Linked DNA regions of Gossypium hirsutum: all the other regions are linked to region 2. Evidence: chromatin contacts called from public Hi-C data. All regions are on one chromosome and are shown on one strand. The core of a region is the stretch at or near the end of the contact, and the rest is flanking DNA. Distances in the headings are between cores, read along the strand shown.

Region 1 (2,700 bases), core at 185-2,684, 170 kb before region 2:
AGCAGCGAGTCTCCGTGCTGAATCGGAACTAGACTCGGCCTTATAAACTCTGTATTCGTTGAGATCAATGGAAGTCCAAGACTGATTCCTCCGCCGTCTGATTGACGGAAAATCATGACCGTTCTCGGATTTTTGACTCTCCAACGGTTTTGTTAGCCGAAAAGAAGACGACTTTACTTCCAAGGATTGAGTGTTTATCGGATGGTCCAGAACCTCCGATCCTTTGAGAACGTATTCTTGGCCGTGAGATGGGTAAATAAAATCGTTCTCCGCTAAGTCGTGCCAAACAAAGCCGTTTTTGTAACTCCTGAGTTTAGGAAAACCAACACTGAATAATATTAAATATCGGAGGGTGAGGGGATGTGATCAGACGGTTAGGAATGAATGAGAGTGTTACCGTTTGCAGGACCAGGAGTAAAGGCTAGCCATGCCTTTGCCTCGAAGGAGGTTTAGGCGGTTGATTACATCTGAAAGATGAAAGGAAAACGAGATAATTTTAGATTCAATTTGCTCGAAATTTAGAATAAAATCGGGTGCTTTTTCTCGGCATCCAAACAAAGAGAAGAAAAGGTTTTGATTAGAAAAACAAGGAACCAGAAAAAAAGATCACTTCTTTTAACAAATTTATTCTTTACGAGAAAACAGAAAGTTGGGTCTTTTGTCAGCTATGGAGCTGGGCACGACCATTTGGCAGAAAGCATTTCTTGGGACGTGAAAGTAAATTTAAAATTTTGAACTTTCTTACAAACCAAACAGAGAATGCTTGAAATGAAAGGAAGTTGTGCTAATTTTGAACCCAGAAAGGAAACCAAATGCATTTACCTTTGAGATAAAGGCCATGATGAGAAGAGAGAGGAACTTCCATGAAATGTGGGTGTTCAAGCTGACCATTTCTAGACAAATAGTAAACAACAGAAACTTTCTTTTCAGAGCTGTTGGTGGTGGTGGGGTGAGACTTGGGTTCAATCCAGATTTTGTGCCTTTCAGGGCTTATATCTCTCTCTTTCCATTTCCTTGAAACAACCCCAAACTCTGTAGTTGTTCCTCTGGAAGAACTGACCGCCATTGCAAGCAACTTTCTCTATCTGCAAAACCAAACAAGAAACACAGAGAGAATGAGAGAATGAAGAGGGGAGAGGAGAGAGAAAGTGAGTTTACCTGAGGAAGTAAAAGCTAGCGGAGAAGAAAGGGGTAGATTTGGATTTTATAGGAAAGAGAAGAGAAAGTGTGAAACGGAGAAGAGAAGAAAAGAGTTGAAAATGAGGGTGCAGCAGACAACAGTTAGGAAGGAAAAAGATAAAGGGAGATATTGATTTCAGTTGTCGCAATATGGAGCATTGAGAGTCAAATTCCCAGTTTGCTTATTTATTTGTATCTACGTAGTTAAAAAGTGCAAATAGCTAAGCCTAAGCCAAACAATGCCGTCCTACCTTTACCATACGTTTTTGTTTAGGACTTGGGAAGAACGTAGATATGAAGCTTGACAATTAAAGTATTTTTATACAAAACTCAGTTTTTCAAATTTAATTAATTATAAACGTGATATATATGTGTATTGCTATGTCAATAAAATCAATAAATAATACGGATTCAAAAATTAAAAGACACAAAAAAATTAAATTTAAAAAGTTAAAAAGATCAAATAAATCATTAGACCTAATTAATATTAAATAATTAGTTTTTATCATTAAATTCTATCTTCAACTTAAATTAATTTTATGGACAAATAAAAAACTTAAATTGTTTTTAAAACTAGTTTGAACTAACTGTGAGATGAAATTGTAATTCACATTTGAATTTAGAAAACAGTATTTTTAGGAGGGACAATAACATACCTTAAACACGAACCATAAATAGATAAGGAGTATACTAAAAAACCAAAAATAAAAGCTAATTTGGTGGTAGAGTTTTTAAATTTCCTTTTTTTTTAAATGCTTAAAGAATTTACTTTGAATTTTAAATATTAAATATATATGTATTTTTGTAATATTTATATTGAATATATAATTATTTATTTTTTGGTTTATTATAAATATTAGAGTATGGCATAGTATGTGCGAAAAATAAATTTTATGCAAAAAAATAATAAAATTTTGGTTGAAATAGTAAAATTAAGTTATTTCTATATTTATTTTTTATTTAATTTATTTTTTTATAAATTGTATATAAATTTAAGAAAAAATAAAAACACCCTATAATGATATTTTTTAATTGTTTAAATTTTAAATTTTTAGTCAGTGTTAAGTTGTCTCGTAACTAACAACTCAGAGCTTATATAACATTTTATATATTTGAATTTGCAAGGATTGTTTTAATACCTAGAATATGATTTATGTATTCAAATTAAAAGTTTACAATAGTAAGTTACACCACGAGTAATCTAATTAATTTATGAGTTATTTTCTTTTTTGGTTATTTAATTATGAATTTTTTTTCACCCGATTAATTGAGATTTTTTTTATTTATTTCCATTAATTACACAACGGGAAGGTAACATGGCAATTGAAAAGTCAATATAATAAAAAAAGTTTGCCCATCCTAATTCTAAATTATTTTTTAAGAAATATATAAAAATACATAAATATTTTTAAAAATATATAATAAATTTAAAAAAATAAAAAATGATTATTGAAAAAATATATAATATAAAAATACATAAATAATTTCAAAGAATATAATAATAAATTTAAATATTATATT
Region 2 (2,700 bases), core at 18-2,517:
TTATGTGAAGTTAGTGTGTGACTGTGATCGGTCAATTCGTCAATAAATCAGTGTTGCAGTGTTGTTATATTTGTATTTAGCGAATGTGAGTTTGAGAATTGTGTTACATCAATCCATCTTTATTGAATCTAACAATAATAAGGTTGTATAAATAATGAGATCCTCTCGTCTGAGTATTAGAGTTATATTTTCTCAGCTGCTCCATACCTTTCTTTGTATCGTAACTCACTCGATTTCTTCATCATTTCAACACAAATCTGTCATAGAATCACTCTGCTGTCGATTTAATGCTGCAATATTTTTTAGGAAAATCTCGCCAGGACGCTTTTGAAGACCTCTAAGATCAATACAAAATAAAGCATTATAACCACAAGTAAAAAATCAAATGAGATGGATTCTTTTTATGTGAAAAACTCCTCTTAAAGCAAAAGGTAAAAATCACATGACTATAAATCCACTCAAAAGCTTCATTATACTTTAAAAGATTTTTCTACAAGATTATCACACAAAACCACAATAAAGAGAAGAGCATATAACTCCAACAAAGCTATATCAAAAGTAATCAAGCAAATTGAAACTATCACAAAAAGTAAAGCTGACTTTGAAACTGAAACCCCAAAACTACACACCCACATGGAAATCTAACCATATGTAATCAAGATCTTCCGAGTATTCTATTCATTGCCTAAAACTCAACTCCAACAAACTTGAGATGAATCCCAGAATCCCAGAATCCCAGAGAACGTAAAACCAACATAAAAAACACCCAAAAAAATTTTGATGTTAATAAAATTACCATAATTTCAAATTTGTTTAATTTAACATTAAAAAAATATTATTATGAAATAATAAATAAATTTATTGAAATTTATTAATAAAAAATGAACTCTATTTTTTAAATATTAGTTCATTTGAATTCAAAAAAATAATACAACAATAAAAAATTTTGGCAAGCATATTGGGAAGGGAATGGGAAGATGTTATCCCTGATTTTTGTCTTCACAGTTAAAATTGTCAGTGTCTAAGATGTTTGTAAACTATTTGGCGGCAGATGGAATAAGAGCAAAACTTAATATTATCGCCACTGCCCCAATGTCTTTACTTGTTCCTCCTTAGATTTAACCGTTCCCCTTCGGCTAAACGATCATGGCATATATTCCTATGAAAAGAGCTCTTCTCAATCTAGGTTAAAGGATTAGCTTCAATAAATTCAGCAACTTACCTTCGTTCAAAGCCCTTTTGCATGCTTTTATTTTACATTTCACCATGTATAGCATGTCTCCCTCTTCAGCTCCAGCTTTAGCGCCACAACCACCGAAGTGGAATCCCTTGCTAATTCTCTCAGTTGCTATTGTTTCTATCATCTTCATGCTACTTAGTTCCTACACGGTTTTGAGACGACTCTGCCGTGAATTTAATGCTGCAATATTCCCCAGAAATCAGCTTCAAAGCCGGATTCTAAGTGATCAGAGCAACTTTGACAATCCTTCTTCACAACCTCAGAGCAATGCACTGGAATCTACTGTTCTCAACTCCCTTCCAATATCTCAATTCAAGAAGGGAAATAAAGAACCGCAGTGGCCGAGCAACACTGATTGTGCAGTTTGTTTGGCTGAGTTTGAAGAAGGAGAATGGCTAAAACATTTATCAAGTTGCACACATGCCTTCCACGTTTCTTGCATCGACACATGGTTTCGATCACACTCAAGCTGCCCACTTTGCAGATCAAGTGTTTTCAATCTAACAGAAAGGCCTGAATGTTCTGTTTAGACGTTCGCAATTTTGGTGACTTTATAGATAGAAGATCTTTTGGGGCTGAACCAGAGATTTGATTCAAAAGGTGGCCCCTATAACTACGGTTTTGTATAAATAGCTAACATTCAAGCAGTGAACCATTTTTAAACAAATGCCCCAAAGCATGTAAATCAAAAATCACCTTCTGTCTTAAGTTGAACCAGAGATGGCTAATTGGCAACAACAATGCAATATTACAAACTTTTAAGTGCTAATAAAAATAAAAATACCTGCTCAATGTCTCGAAATAATTTCTCTTTGCAAACAAAAGGAAAATAAATGCTCAACAAGGTAGCTACCAACTAGCCTAGATAATACCAATTTTGTTTGCAACGTCCAAGGCATCGTATTCGGGTGTCAACCTAACATATGCTTTCTTTGTTCCATCAGGCCTGGATTAAGAGAAACATAACCAAAAAATTAATATCTAAAACACTAAAGCTGTAGACATCAGATGAATATGAAGAGATGAAACAAATGAGTCGTCAAGAAGCCTAATTGCAGAACACAAGCAAGCAAATGTATGTAATACTGCAGAAAACAAAGAAAACCGTTGCTCTAAAGCAAATCAACAGAGAAATGATCTCAAAGTTGATAATTAGATTTCGAAAACATACACAACCAATGTATTATTCTTTTGCAGTTCTTCACATTTAGCATACACCGAACCAAATATTCAATGAATATCAAAGATCTTACTAGTCTACAAACTGTAGTAGTAACAATTATATCAAACCGCTACTCATTCTTGGGCTATATGAAATAAGTTGTAGTGGGTATACTATTATAAAAGATTACCTGATCAAGGTGTTAACTTTCTTGGCCTGAATATCATACATCTTCTTGACAGCATCTTTAATCTTCTTCTTATCAGCACGAATGTCAACAATGAAAACCAAAGTGTTG
Region 3 (2,700 bases), core at 29-2,528, 250 kb before region 2:
TTGAACTTCCAAAGGTGCCATTAGCTGCTGAAGGTGCAGTAGGAGTGGCAATGTTTGTTCCCACAATTTCGATTTTAATCGGCTTCCCATCAAGCTGAACATTGTTGTATCTCTTGACCGCAGCCATAGCATCTGTTCGCCTCGAGAAGACAACTTCTGCCGTTCCCTAAGAAAAAGAGTTTTTGGTTCTAAACTACAGCAGGATACAAAGAATTTCATCGGAAGGACCAGCTAATGCCAAACTCGATTAGATACCTTCGATCTCCCGCTTCTATCATAATGGATCCCATATCTTTTCAGGTCACCAACCTCCGAAAATAACTCCTATATATGAACACAAAAACGTCAGGAAAATACAAAATAAAATAGAGAGAAGAAGTCCAAAGAGCTAAACTCAGGAATCAATAATCAAAGTTTATGGAGACCATCTCAAGGGGAAAATTTTAGAAGTATTTCTAAGCATGGCTAGACTTCTCTTGCCCCAACTAATCTCAAATATAATGAATATGTAAACAATTCTTGAAGAGTTAAGACTGAAGAATCACGAGAAACTTTATAGAGAACAGATCACCATTATATTAATAAGAAATTTTAAATAAGACCTTAAGGGGAAAATTCAAATAAATGTCACCGTTGTATTAATAACAGAACATGAAATATAATATAAAAATTAAATGAGATAAAAGCGGAAAGTTTTATGTTCAAAAAAAATACCTTGATGTCGTCATTGGAAACACCATAATCTAAATTAGAGATATAAAGCTTCGTCCCAGTTTCTATTGCGGAGGCCCGACCTGCTTGTCCTTGCAACGCTGCTCCCTTATCCGAATACATATCGTGCTGCCACGTCGTCTCCGGCGCCTGAACGAAGAGAACAAACTTAGTAAACAAAAATCGAATAAAACGGGGGAAAACAGTTATAAAAAAGTTACAATCAGGAATGAGGCCCTAGCTATTTACCTTAGCAGCGGTATAGGGTGCGGAGCGGTTCGCTCGGCGGTTAGGAATGCGGCGGGCGGGTCCCGCCGTGGATCCACGGCCTCGACCCCGGGAGTTTCCGGATCCAGACTTACGGCTGCGCTTGATGAGATCGTCTAGCGACATCTCTAAAGCACTTGACATTTTCTTAATAATCTGCGTTAGTTAGATCAAAGAACAAACCCTAGAAAAAAGCACGGACTCGAAAGAGGGAAAAGGAAAAAGGAAGCTCAGAGGAGGATAGATAGGGTTTTCGCCAAAGAGAAGAAATAAAATAAATAATTTCATTGGATAAATATAAAGGCTATAACGTACGTTTACGTTTTTATAAAATAAATTTTAAACCACAGACGACAGGGTGTCGTGGTGTAGTTGGTTATCACGTCAGTCTAACACACTGAAGGTCTCCGGTTCGAGTCCGGGCGACGCCATACTATTTTGTAACTCTAAAGTAGACTTTGATACTTGGAGCGTTTTTACATTTTTTGCTTGAAAATCATTTAGTTTAACTACATAACAGCATAAATGAGTTTGTTAATTTTTTATGTTCCAAAATAAATTTATTTTTCTTTTCGCCCCATAAATTAAATTTATTTGTATAGTTTTCCGTTTATACTTTGCATTAAGTTAATTATTTGTTTGTGTCAAATTACAAATAAATAATTAGATGTTAAAATATGTTCTAAGTCCTTATATATTTCGTGCTTTTGGAATTTAGTCTCATGTTTTTATTTTCAGGAATTTAATCCCTCTACTTTTCATATTTAAAAATTCAAGTCCAATTATTACCATTGTTAAAATTTATCTATTAAATTCTTTGGTGTGACATTTTGAAATTTAAAAAAAATATATATTTACTTGATAGTTATGTAACAATAAAAATAACATTGAAAATACTGATTAGGATTTTTAAAAAAAGCACTTAAGCGAACTTGTCATGATAAAAAAAAATCTAATGGAATAGTGTTCTTAAGAAAAAGTGACATCATCATTTTTATTGAAATAGTTAAAAATGTTAACTATTTAAACTAACTAATAAAATTATAAAAGTAAAAAGACTAAATTAGATAAAAATCTAAGTTCAAGCATAGTCTAAAAGTCAAATTTAAAATTTGACCATCGCCTTATAGTGTTAAAAAAAAAAAGGCAATGAAAACCTAAAAAGATGAATATTTACTTACATGTCAATATAGACACTTTCGTCATTCAATTTTTATATAATCACTACAATATTTTAATAGAAAAATAAATAATATTAACTTTTTACACTAAATGATAACATTATAAAAAATATAGACATCAAATTATATTAAAAATTAAAACTTAATATATTAAATTTAAATATAATAGAAAAACTAAAACTAAAATTCAACCATTTTTTCCTGAAATGTAAATTGATAAAAATAAAAATAGAAAAACAAAAAACTGTCTGTAAAGGACAAGTGCCAAAGAAGGAATAATCTTTCGACTGTCCATTGATATAGAATTTTCAATTTGATATTTTTTTAATAATTTTATTATAAGTTTGGATTTTTTTTTACATAATGTTTAAAACTATTCATAATCACTCCCTAATTCATAAATAAGAAGATAATACGTTTCGACGTACTTAAACTCACATATTCTTGTATTAATAACAGTGCTTATACTTATCAAACTAAAATTCAATTGAGTTAAATTTGATATTTTTATATAAGCTTATATATGTGAAAGTGCAAAATG

What was found. Hi-C and Micro-C count contacts between places; a contact is called where the count stands out from the background.
Region 1: a contact with region 2 is called in a Hi-C map of leaf, with 2.8 times the contacts expected there. The contact joins the promoter of LOC107937007 here to the promoter of LOC107941841 in region 2. A contact is called at or near these places in 8 of 34 Hi-C or Micro-C datasets (callus, hypocotyl, leaf and 1 more).
Region 3: a contact with region 2 is called in a Hi-C map of leaf, with 2.4 times the contacts expected there. The contact joins the promoter of LOC107937016 here to the promoter of LOC107941841 in region 2. A contact is called at or near these places in 4 of 34 Hi-C or Micro-C datasets (callus and leaf).

What each region holds. Positions count from the first base shown.
Region 1 is chrA07:16,639,322-16,642,021 of Gossypium_hirsutum_v2.1, reverse strand. It overlaps LOC107937007 (protein SOSEKI 2), which reads right to left and starts at 1,434. Exons shown (of 5, transcript XM_016869819.2): 1 at 1,159-1,434; 2 at 823-1,085; 3 at 398-467; 4 at 1-307. The coding sequence starts at 1,066.
Region 2 is chrA07:16,471,041-16,473,740 of Gossypium_hirsutum_v2.1, reverse strand. LOC107941841 (RING-H2 finger protein ATL47) reads left to right here and starts at 1,267. Exons shown (of 1, transcript XM_016875463.1): 1 at 1,267-1,770. The coding sequence starts at 1,267. The coding sequence ends at 1,770. LOC107941848 (60S ribosomal protein L23A) reads right to left here. Exons shown (of 4, transcript XM_016875474.2): 3 at 2,593-2,700; 4 at 1,922-2,186. The coding sequence ends at 2,102.
Region 3 is chrA07:16,720,544-16,723,243 of Gossypium_hirsutum_v2.1, reverse strand. LOC107937016 (THO complex subunit 4A) reads right to left here and starts at 1,278. Exons shown (of 5, transcript XM_016869828.2): 1 at 961-1,278; 2 at 715-861; 3 at 256-324; 4 at 1-166. The coding sequence starts at 1,122. TRNAV-AAC (transfer RNA valine (anticodon AAC)) reads left to right here and starts at 1,336; the gene lies at 1,336-1,409.